Regions from separate parts of the Mus musculus genome. Here all the other regions are linked to region 4. Evidence: chromatin contacts called from public Hi-C and promoter capture Hi-C data. All regions are on one chromosome and are shown on one strand. Each heading gives the region's core, a stretch centred on a gene start, on an enhancer-like site or on the middle of the called end of the contact. The rest is flanking DNA. Distances are from core to core; before and after follow the strand shown.

What was found. A called contact is a pair of places that touch in the nucleus more often than the background predicts. Capture Hi-C pulls out chosen DNA fragments and counts their contacts.
Region 1: a promoter capture Hi-C map of adipose tissue shows a contact between it and region 4. The contact joins the promoter of Arel1 here to the promoter of Rnf113a2 in region 4. A contact is called at or near these places in 1 of 39 promoter capture datasets (hippocampal neurons), 3 of 115 datasets of contacts at active chromatin or transcription factors (bone marrow-derived macrophages, embryonic stem cells and memory CD8 T cells) and 3 of 9 other capture datasets (adipose tissue, liver and macrophages).
Region 2: a contact with region 4 is called in a Hi-C map of CD8 T cells, with 7 times the contacts expected there. The contact joins the promoter of Acyp1 here to the promoter of Rnf113a2 in region 4. A contact is called at or near these places in 1 of 39 promoter capture datasets (erythroid cells) and 1 of 484 Hi-C or Micro-C datasets (CD8 T cells).
Region 3: a contact with region 4 is called in a promoter capture Hi-C map of liver, with 2.5 times the contacts expected there. The contact joins the promoter of Ylpm1 here to the promoter of Rnf113a2 in region 4. A contact is called at or near these places in 4 of 39 promoter capture datasets (hippocampal neurons, neutrophils, pre-B cells and 1 more) and 1 of 9 other capture datasets (liver).

The regions. Positions count from the first base shown.
Region 1 is chr12:84,969,524-84,972,223 of GRCm38.p6, forward strand. Arel1 (apoptosis resistant E3 ubiquitin protein ligase 1) reads right to left here and starts at 1,326. Exons shown (of 20, transcript NM_178065.5): 1 at 1,106-1,326. Fcf1 (FCF1 rRNA processing protein) reads left to right here and starts at 1,407. Exons shown (of 8, transcript NM_028632.2): 1 at 1,407-1,442; 2 at 1,692-1,759. The coding sequence starts at 1,440.
Region 2 is chr12:85,279,154-85,281,853 of GRCm38.p6, forward strand. Acyp1 (acylphosphatase 1, erythrocyte (common) type) reads right to left here and starts at 1,282. Exons shown (of 3, transcript NM_025421.3): 1 at 1,157-1,282; 2 at 838-929. The coding sequence starts at 921. It also overlaps a transcript of Zc2hc1c not described here.
Region 3 is chr12:84,995,004-84,997,703 of GRCm38.p6, forward strand. Ylpm1 (YLP motif containing 1) reads left to right here and starts at 1,318. Exons shown (of 21, transcript NM_178363.4): 1 at 1,318-2,353. The coding sequence starts at 1,487.
Region 4 is chr12:84,415,943-84,418,642 of GRCm38.p6, forward strand. It overlaps Rnf113a2 (ring finger protein 113A2), which reads left to right and starts at 1,258. Exons shown (of 1, transcript NM_025525.2): 1 at 1,258-2,636. The coding sequence starts at 1,394. The coding sequence ends at 2,407. The region is part of intron 4 of Bbof1 (basal body orientation factor 1); the gene reads left to right.

The DNA.
Region 1 (2,700 bases), core at 76-2,575, 550 kb after region 4:
ACACCTCGAACACCTCTGAACCCAGTAACACTAGGTCAGTGTCATGCAGTAAGAAAATCACAAGCGAACCAAACTGACCTCTGAGCGTCTAGGGCACAGCTTCAACATCGGTAAAACAAAGGTATCAAAAGAGTCAACTAAGATGAAGTTCACATAGCCTACAAGTCTCATAAACTGCACATCCACTTCCAGGAAAGCTGTCCCTGGCCTTCCACAGACTCTCAAGGGGTAAAAGAAACCTCTCTCCGGATGGCTAAGAACAACTAGAATACATCCTAAAAGCAAAGACAAACAAGCAAACGGAAAACAAAACCAAACACTGCCCAGTTTCGCTTTCTCATTCCCACATATTCTCCCTCTCCCATTAAGGACTGCACACCAGGCTTCACAACGAAGAGCACTGTTCCCCATCACATTCCAGGCTTGCTAAGTAGTTGCACATATAAGCTTCTGCACCTGTTTTTCTTGTGATCGTCTAAAAAAGGCCACTGCGACTGGGATAATTGGCTCAATGAGTAAAATACCTGCTGACCAAGCAAGAAGCCCTGAGTTTGGTTTGCCCAGGATCTGGTTAGAAAACAAGCCGGGGAGTAGTGGGCTTGTCCACTCCAGCACCGGAGGGCAGGGATGGGAGTATCTCTGGGGCTTTTTGGTCAGTCAATCTAGCAAAAACCGGAGGTGGAGGTGTTTCCAGGTTGGGTAAGACAGACTGTTTTCTAAAAAGTGGAAGATAAAGACAAGCAGCTTCCTCTGGCTTCTGCTCTGAATTTCTGCTCTGATGCACCTGCACGCTCGTGCTCGTACACACACACGGGAAGAGAGAGAGAGAGAGAGAGAGAGATGCAGACAGACAGAGACGGAGGGAGAACATTGGGGGGGGATGTCCTCCATCGCTATTACATTCCTCTCTTTCCGAAGAATCTTACGCCCAGCCTCACAAGTTCCAAGCCGGCGAGGAAAACCAATCAATAACCAGAGCCTCAAGGCTGAACTACAGAGCCAAGGCTGAAATGATGTGCCAGAGGAAAACCAGAATGTACTGTCAAACTATGGGACGCCCAGGATTCCCGACCCCTCTGCCCTCGTCCCCTCTTCTCTCGCTCGCCTTCAGCAATTCTGGTGCCTACGGTCGGCTGGGCTCTGCCTCCGGCTGCGGCGTGAAGAAAAACGTTACCCGAACGGGGGCTGCAACGTGGCCAAGTCCTAGTTCTGGGGTCCGAGGAAGCAGCGGCCTCATCCAGCACAAATCCTACCCTCCACCCGCCCCCCAAAAAAATCTCCAGTGTCGATCTCCGCCAGCGTTAGGAGCCGGCTCGGAGCTTTTACGTTTCCCAAAGTAGCTTCCGCCTCCGGGTTGGCCTTTGCCGGAAAGAGCGTGAGGATGACGTAAAGTGTCGCGCTGCGAGCGATTCCGGAAGAAACAGGAGTGCGGCGTGAACATGGTGAGCGGAGTGGGAGAACTTTGTCAGAGAGTTTTGGGGAGCAAACGGGAGCTCAGCCTTTGGCCAGATATAGACTCGGTGCTTCCTTGTTTGTTTGTTTGTTTGTTTGTTTGTTTAATTCCATTCTGGCCTTAGTTCGAAGGGAGTAGGGAGGGGGACTGAGTGCTGTTTGGGGAGGGGCAAGAAAAATAGAAGAGAACTTTAAAAGATGTTTTCAGCTCTTTTTAACTCGAAAACTTCTGTTTCAAGGGGAAGCAAAAGAAAACAAGGAAATATGCGACTATGAAGCGAATGCTCAGTCTGAGAGACGAGCGACTGTGAGTGGTCAGAACCAACTGGTTTCTTAAACTGATCAGAACTACAGAAGTCACGATGGGCTAAGTAGAAACATCTGATGTACTGGTTTCTTAAACTGCAGAAGTCACGATGGGCTAAGTAGAAACATTTGATGTTTTTTTGTTTTGCTTATAATGTCTTAGGTCTGTGTTGCATGGAATTATAGTCACACATTCGGTGGGGCAGGGCATGGTATCGTTGTGGGAAAGCCGGTGAGGAGGTCATACCATGGCTGTCTTCAGGTCCTGCCACCCAAGTTTAAAAAGGACGATGGGAAAAGTCCAAGATAGTCCCATTTTATAAGTTGTAAGAATTCAGAACCTTGCCGGGCGGTGGTGGCACACGCCTTTAATCCCAGCACTCGGGAGGCAGAGGCAGGCGGATTTTTGAGTTCGAAGCCTGGTCTACAGAGTGAGTTCCAGGACAGCCAGGACTATACAGAGAAACCCTGTTTCGAAAAAAAAACAAACAAACAAACAAAAAAAGAATTCAGAACCTTCGAACATGCTAGTATGATATTCCCATTATAAAGAACACTCAAGGGGCTGGTGAGATGGCTCAGTGGGTAAGAGCACCTGACTGCTCTTCCGAAGGTCCAGAGTTCAAATCCCAGCAACCACATGGTGGCTCACAACCATCCGTAACGAGATCTGACTCCCTCTTCTGGTGTGTCTGAAGACAGCTACAGTGTACTTACATATAATAAATAAATAAATCTTTTAAAAAAAAAAAATAAAAATAAATAAAGAACACTCAACCAGTTTCTCTGTATCGGTAAGGACTGGGTAAACAGTTAATTTAATGAAGACTGGGCTTCTTCGTGTTTAAGATTTTCGGAACAAGAGAGTGGTCATTAGAACCTTCAGAATTATTATTCTCAGCTTCTGATGTGGGTTTTTATTTTATCTAACAATGTCCCACT
Region 2 (2,700 bases), core at 32-2,531, 860 kb after region 4:
AAGGAAGTGTATGTGTGAGGGGTTGGTTCTTCAACTGTTCCTTGGTGATAAGACAAGGATGTATGAACGTACTTAAGGTTGCTGAATTGTGTGTTTTCAAATGGTTAAAATAGTAAGGTTTTCAGTACATATATTCTACCGTGATTTAACAAAAACGTGCTACTCCAGATAATTTGGAATATTATCTTCCAAATGGAATTATAGCTAATAACAGTTCTCTTTCTGTTACTTATTTGTACTTTAGTTCTATGGTGACTGAAGAACATGACTTGTATGACTTGAGGTGTTTTAAATACTTTATACCTGAACTAAAACAATGAAACTCCTCAAGGAGGTACACTCTGTCACATCCATCAGGATGGCCATAGTGAGCAGAAAGGCAACTCTGCTGAAGGGAAATTGAGATTGCCCTTGTGCACTGGAGAGATTAGTGATGGGGAAACAGGGGTAGAGGATGCCAAGTTTGCTGTTAGCTGGTACAGTGCAGCTTGCTTAGCATGCCAATGTCCCTGAGTCCCATGATGGGAAGAAAAACAAAACAAAACAAAACAAAACAAAACTGAGGTGTTGAGAGGAAGTTGGAGGAATAAACTTGTAGGTATGATGGGCGATTATGTAAGTTACTCTGTGATCGGCCTACCTAATGCCACCTCTCTATCTTGATGGCAGCTTTTTAGAGGCGACTTAGCTTGGTGACAGTACAACAGGGTGCGCTAGCGGTATTCTCCGTCAGGAGAGTGTCCAGGTGCTCCCTTCCCACTCTCCCAGTTCCCATTGGTCAGAACCAGGCCTCCTGTCCATCACTTAGTGATGCGCCCCGACACTTAAGCCACATACCTGAGTGTACTTGCGGAAAAACACCCCTTGAACCTTTCCAAAAATTTCGTAATCCACTGAGACCAAGGTGTCCCCTTCTGCCATGCTCAAACCTGTCAGAGACAGCAAGGTGAGACATCGTCCTAAGAAAGGGCTGCACCCGCCCTCCAATACCATGGGGGCCTCTCCGGAACCTCAGGGTCCCGGAACTGCAAGGAGTAAGTGGATGTAAACGCAAGCCCCTGGTCGGGGAGCCTTCGCCTGCTCATCCCGCTGCCCTTGCAGCCCTGAAGCCGCCATCCATCCTATCCCCATGCGGCCCGAAATCCCCTCCACTGACACTTGGATGATCCGAGCGGCGGAAGCTCGAGTTTCTGGGGCTTCCCCAGGAGCCGCTGAACAGCCCCGAAGACCTTCAGATCAACCGCCCGAGCCGTGTTAACCGCCACTTCCGGAAGTTTAGAGCTCGGCTTCTCCAACGCTGCCCTGCACGCCCATCACCGCGATTTAACCAATCAGAGGTGGCTCCTTGTTCAAGAACCCGCCCAAGGGTGGGGCTTCAGGACAAGTGGGTCACGTTTTGGAGAGATCCTGGGATTAATTTTTTTAAGTGGAGAGTCCGGTTTTGCATACAATGACCAACCTGTACCACACTTCTGCCACTAAGTGTACCCCTCTTGTCATTTCCCCGTGGGTAAAGAAAGTCATAGACAAAACACTTAATATGTCCACTCACCCTACTGGGTGCCTAGGGCTGTTAGCACAGTCAGTGACTAATAGAATCTGGCCTGCCCTTTTTTTTTTTTTTTCCCTTCTTTCAGTTCTCTTCCAATTCTGGGACATGCATAATTTGGACTTGGTAGCAAAAGACAATAAATGCACACGACATCACGGTGAAGTCATTCTATCTGGGGTTTTGGAAGCTGCTATCCAGAGTCTACCTTAGGTAAAAAAAAAAAAAAAAAAAAAAAAAAAAAAAAAAAATTGATAAATAAATAATAAAGCACAGGCAAGTTATTCATGGCTCAGGAATCTCAATAGAATCAATAAATCTGAGCAAAATAACCAAATTGCATGCATTTGCTTTTAGAGAAAGAGAATTACTAAGGTGTTTTTAGATGAGGACTGCTAAAATGAGATTTGATTTGTATGCATTGGAATTCAGCTACCCTTAGGATCGAGAATGTGTATGAAGCAAATTGTGTGTGGAGTTTATTGTCCCTTCTTCGACTGCTTGTCTGTATCATATCATTTCCTAACACCGGGCCCCATGTGGTAATATGTCAGGCTGGCAGACTTGGCAAGGTGAGATAGTTAGCAGTGGTAGCTATGGAAATCTATCATTACACCAGTTCCCCCTGTAACAAAGTCAGAAAGCCTCCCTGCTGGGAGGAGGAGGAGCAGTACTGAATGGTGTCCTTGGCGATATTTGAAAACAACACTAAACATTGTGTTTGACTGATGCAATTTCTCTAAAATTCAATTAAAGTGAGTTTCTCTATAGATTCCAGACCCACTGAGTAGTGTAATGGATGGAACACCATATGGTGTACAAGACGGATGATATAATCGTTGCCCTCAAAGATTTCTTTATCGTAGCTGTGCATGCACAGAACGGACAAGATCATGTGCAACGTGGTAATTCATTTCACTCACTCTGAGAGCTCACCACGAACCAGCCCAACATTATAACAGAAACAGAACGTGTTAGGGAGAAGCAGAGAGATTAATTCTGATGGGAAGGGCTGAGAAAGAGCTTGTGGAGGAGACAGTATCCTTCCAAAGTTCCAGAATCCAACCAGAATGTGATGGATTTAGTTTCAGGCAGCCAGTCCAAAGTCCACTCCTAAGAATACTTTGACTCTCCAATTTTGGGTGATGATA
Region 3 (2,700 bases), core at 68-2,567, 580 kb after region 4:
GCTTCAATAAGACACTGAAAGAAGGAATCCCTAGCCCCGCATCTACTACTCATAGTTACCCAAGACAGGTAATGATCTGGTTGCTAGGAAAAAAGAGCAAGGTCACATCTTCAAATTGACATGCTGATACAGTTAAGAGTCTTCAAATTAAGCATGGTTTTTCTCTCCCCTTCCTTCCTTCTTTCCTTCCTTCTGTCCTTCCTTTCCCAGAATTCAGTGTACTACTTCTGATGTTCAGTAATCACCCAAACCAATGGAAGTCTTTAATATTTTGCTGCTAGGGTTCAGGAAATCAGCTTTTAAGTTACCCTTCTCTGACTTTTCTTAGGTTTTTTTTTTTTTTTTTTTTTTTTTTTTTTTTTGGGTTTTCGAGACAGGGTTTCTCTGTATAGCACTGGCTGTCCTGGAACTCACTTTGTAGGCCAGGCTAGCCTCGAAATCAGAAATCTGCCTGCCTCTGCCTCCCGAGTGCGGGATTAAAGGCGTTCACCACCATGCCCGGCTGACTTTTCTTAGGTTTAAGGATTCTCCAACAGGGACATCGTCCGAGTTAAAACCTGGGTTTGATGGTACTTGGAAGGCAGAGGCAGGAAGATCTCTGTGAGTTCAAGGCCAGCCTGGTCACAAAGCGAGTTCCAGGACAGCCAGGGGGTTCATACAGAAAAACCCTGTCTTGAAAAAGCAAAAAAATTTTAAGGGTGGTGGGGTGGGTGGTGGGTGGGGAGGAAACCAATCTAAACAATTCAATTCCTTTTACAGTACCTGTAGGAAAGAATCAGGGCCATTTTCACTTTCCTTCTCCAGAATCCATTTTTCATTCTTCCTATCATTGTCCCCTGTCAGGCTGTGGGTTGACTGAGTTAAATCAGTTTAACTTGGAAGAACTGTCATTTTTACAAAGCTCCCTCTTTTTTACTTAGGACTATGGTAAGCCTCTTCGTGAGTTCAAGTTTAATTTTTATTCTCAGGTAGGATTCTGCAGTTTTCTTCATATAATGTCTAGATTTTTCTTAGTAGAGTTATTACTTGTTTTATGTTCTTGTTGCTACTGTGAATGGAATCTTTCCTCCCCCCTCCCCACCCCCCCATTCAAAACTAAACCCATAGGGCGTTAGGATCTCTATCACTCCTTTCGGCTGTGAGACTCTATGGTTTTCTTGGTTCTATGACAACATTCTATTACCGCCTACATTTTCCGAACCCGAAGGAAGGCGGCAACAGCGAGTACCTGCGCCAAGGTTCCCTCTATCTGGCCTTTGTTCTCCGCTCGATGGTACTGCGCATGCGTAGTTGCCTCAGCACGGTCCCCGCCTTCCCGACCGCGGGCCCAGCTCCGTAGCGCCGGCGCACTGGCGCGCTCCGTTCACACGCTCCGCGGCCTGTAAGGCACCGCGAGTTCCGGCTGTCGCCGTCACCGCCGCGGCTCCTGGAGGTCGGTTGCGACGAGTAACGGCGCCGGGACGAGCCCCGCGCCTTCGTTTCCTATATGTATCCGAATTGGGGCCGGTATGGCGGGAGCAGCCACTATCCGCCGCCGCCGGTGCCGCCGCCGCCGCCACCGGTGGCGCTTCCCGAGGCCTCGCCGGGGCCCGGGTACTCCAGTTCGACGGCTCCCGCGGCCCCTTCCTCTTCAGGCTTCATGAGCTTCCGAGAGCAACACTTGGCGCAGCTCCAGCAGCTGCAGCAGATGCACCAGAAGCAAATGCAGTGCGTGCTCCAACCCCACCATCTTCCTCCGCCCCCGCTGCCACCCCCGCCGGTGATGCCCGGGGGCGGCTACGGAGACTGGCAGCCGCCTCCGCCACCGATGCCCCCGCCACCTGGACCAGCCCTCAGTTATCAGAAGCAGCAGCAGTACAAACACCAGATGATCCACCACCAACGAGATGGGCCTCCGGGTTTGGTTCCAATGGAGCTGGAGTCCCCTCCTGAATCTCCCCCTGTACCTCCAGGATCCTACATGCCCCCATCCCAGTCGTACATGCCTCCACCTCAGCCACCACCCTCGTACTATCCCCCTTCCTCCGCTCAGCCCTACCTGCCTCCTGCTCAGCCATCCCCTTCACAGTCTCCACCTTCCCAGTCCTATCTGGCGCCCACTCCTTCTTATTCTTCCTCGTCCTCCTCACAATCATATTTGAGCCATTCCCAGCCCTACTTACCCCCTTCTCAGGCCTCTCCTTCCCGCTCCTCCCAGGGCCCTTCTAAACCCCAGCTACCACCACCACCGTCCATCCCTTCTGGGAATAAAACAGCTATCCAGCAAGAGCCTTTGGAGAGTGGGGCCAAGAACAAGACTGCTGAACAGAAGCAAGCTGCTCCTGAACCAGATCCCTCTACAATGACTCCACAGGTAAGCACTGTGTCACATCTTTCATTTAGGCTTTACGTGAGCAGGTCTTGGGCTTTAACCAGCTAATGCCTATCGTAATTCCAACAGCCAACGACTAGCCCATTCATACTCCAAAGATCCCCTAAGAGTCAGCCCTGAAAGCCAGGTTTTAAATTGACCATAGATTACCAAAAGAAGAGTAAAGATAAGACTAGGCACTTGAAGTTGTAGTAGGTTGGCACTAGATTTATTTCTCAAATGTATGCCTTAGTTTTCTTTGACCAGCATTCAGTATTTATTGTTGCACAGAGCTTTGTTTTAATTTTTTTTTAAACTAAGATTTTCATGGGGAGGCAGTATAAAAGAAA
Region 4 (2,700 bases), core at 8-2,507:
ATTCTAAGGGTGGAAATTAGGTTCTGTCATTTGAAGATAGTGTCAAAGAATTGCAAGCATACTTTAAAACCACACACCCTTATACCCCTAAGTATACACAGCTGCAATAGGAATATTTATGCATTTTGGTTGCTTGAAACTCCCTCCTGTTATAACAGCTGGCTGCGTTCTTTTCGTATGCCCAGTCTGGCCTCATAATTGAAACACCACTTCTGTCTTAGCCTCACAGTGCTGAGATTACAGACACAAGCCTCCCCATCTTTATTTGGTTTTTATTCTTTTTGTCTCAAAGATTTTATCTTTAATTATGTGCATGGGTGTTGGGGGGTGGGGTATACATGTGTGTTCATGTACAGGCAGAGGCCAGAATCCTCTGGAGACTGGATCCTCTGGAGCCGGAGCTATAAGCAGTTGTTAGCTGACTGATGTGGGGACTGGAAACTGAACTCTGGTCTTCTGCAAGACCTATACACGCTCTTAATTGCTGAATCATCTCTCCAAGCCCCCATCCTAATTTTATTTTGAGGAGGGTCTCCTGTAGCCCAGGCTAGCTCTGAGCTCCTGATTCTCTTGCCTCTGCCTCCCAAGCACTGGAATTAAAATGTTCTGTTCACTTCCCTCAAGAATCTTCTATGTTTCTCAGCTGTAAACAGCATATTGTTTAGACAGTTTAGTGTGTAAGTTAAATTTACCCATATCGAGTTATAATCTTTTATAACACTACACTTACACCAATACACGGCCTTTTAACCCTTTAGTTTACCCAAATTGGATATTCATGTAACTTTGAAGTCTTCTTTATTTTCTGTTTTGGTGCTTGAGCCCAGAGCCTTTGGGTATGCTTAAGAAATCAATCTACCACTAAGCTACACTCCCAGCCTTTGGTTTTTTGTTGTTTTTGTTTTGTTCAGAATATCTCTTTTATTATCAATAAATAGCGGATAGATCTTTATCTATTAAATTTTCTCCTAGCATTTAAAGGCTTACATCATTTAATGCACTTTCTCCTCGTGGTCTTTCCCCAGAGTTCTGTTTAATGACTCCTTGTACCTTTCCATGGGATTTGGTACAGAACACATCCTGATTTACCTTCTCCCTAATAGACTAAATTATTTGAGGCGGGAGTTTTGTATTCGTTGCAATTCAAGAATCACAGCAATACTTGATTGGAGATCTAGGTTCATCTTTAAAAAAAAAAAAAAAAAAAAAAAAAAAAAAAACCTTTAGCGGGCTAGCTGGCGCATGCGCATGCGCCGTGACGGTCTCGGGCTCCGCGGCTGACACCTCGCAGCTCCGCAGTGACGTAGCCGCGCTGCTTAGCAGTGACGCAGCAGCCCGCGCCACCCTTCACGCCGCAGCTACTGCCAGCCGTTTCGGCGCTCCGGAGTCGAAGATGGCAGAACAAGTTTCTCAGGGAAAGTCGGAGGATCAGGTGTGCACCTTCCTCTTCAAAAAGCCCGGGCGGAAAGGAAGTGCTGGCCGTCGGAAGCGGCCGGCGTGCGACCCGGAGTCTGGGGAAAGCGGAAGCAGTAGCGACGAAGGATGCTCGGTTGTGCGACCGGAGAAGAAGCGGGCGGCCCACAATCCGATGATCCAGAAGACGAGTGGCAGCGGTAAACAGAAAGGGGCCTACTGTGATCTGAGCAGCGAAGAGGAGGAGAAGGCGGGGAATGAGAGTCTAGGCGTCGTCTACAAGTCCACGCGCTCGGCGAAACCGGTGGGGCCCGAGGATATGGGGGCCACAGCAGTTTACGAGTTGGACACTGAGAAAGAACGAGACGCACAGGCCATTTTTGAGCGCAGTCAGAAAATCCAGGAGGAGCTGAGAGGCAAGGAGGATGACAAAATCTATCGTGGAATTAATAATTACCAGAAATACATGAAGCCCAAGGATACATCCATGGGCAATGCCTCCTCTGGCATGGTAAGAAAGGGCCCCATCCGAGCCCCTGAACATCTACGCGCTACTGTGCGCTGGGATTACCAGCCTGATATTTGTAAGGACTACAAGGAGACTGGCTTCTGTGGCTTTGGAGACAGCTGCAAATTCCTCCATGACCGTTCAGATTACAAGCACGGATGGCAGATAGAACGTGAACTCGATGAGGGCCGCTACGGTGTGTATGAAGACGAAAACTATGAAGTAGAAAGTGATGATGAGGAGATACCATTCAAATGTTTCATCTGTCGCCAAACCTTCCAGAATCCGGTTGTCACCAAGTGTAAACATTATTTCTGTGAGACCTGTGCACTGCAGCATTTCCGAACCACTCCACGATGCTATGTTTGTGAGCAACAGACCCATGGGGTTTTCAATCCTGCGAAAGAACTGATTGCTAAACTGGAGAAGTATCGAAAAGCAGAGGGTGGTGCTTCCAGCACCCCAGAAGACGCCGATGGGATCTAATTGCCATTACTTAGATGTCCCATAATTGTCAAATCTCAAAGTACTTTTTGTTTTGGTCATCTCAAACCAAAGCAATCACAGTTGAAGAAATACTAAGTTTTCTAGGAAGAATATCCAAGTTTTGTTTTATATGACATGCTGGAGATGGAATCAATACAGTTAACTTAAAGAACTCTCCTGTTTATAGCTATATTTTCTGAATCTAAATAAAGAACTAGCTCATACTCTAGTACCCTGGTGTGATCTTTCTTTTTTAAAGAACAATGCCGCCACCTATTAGAGAGGTAGATTTC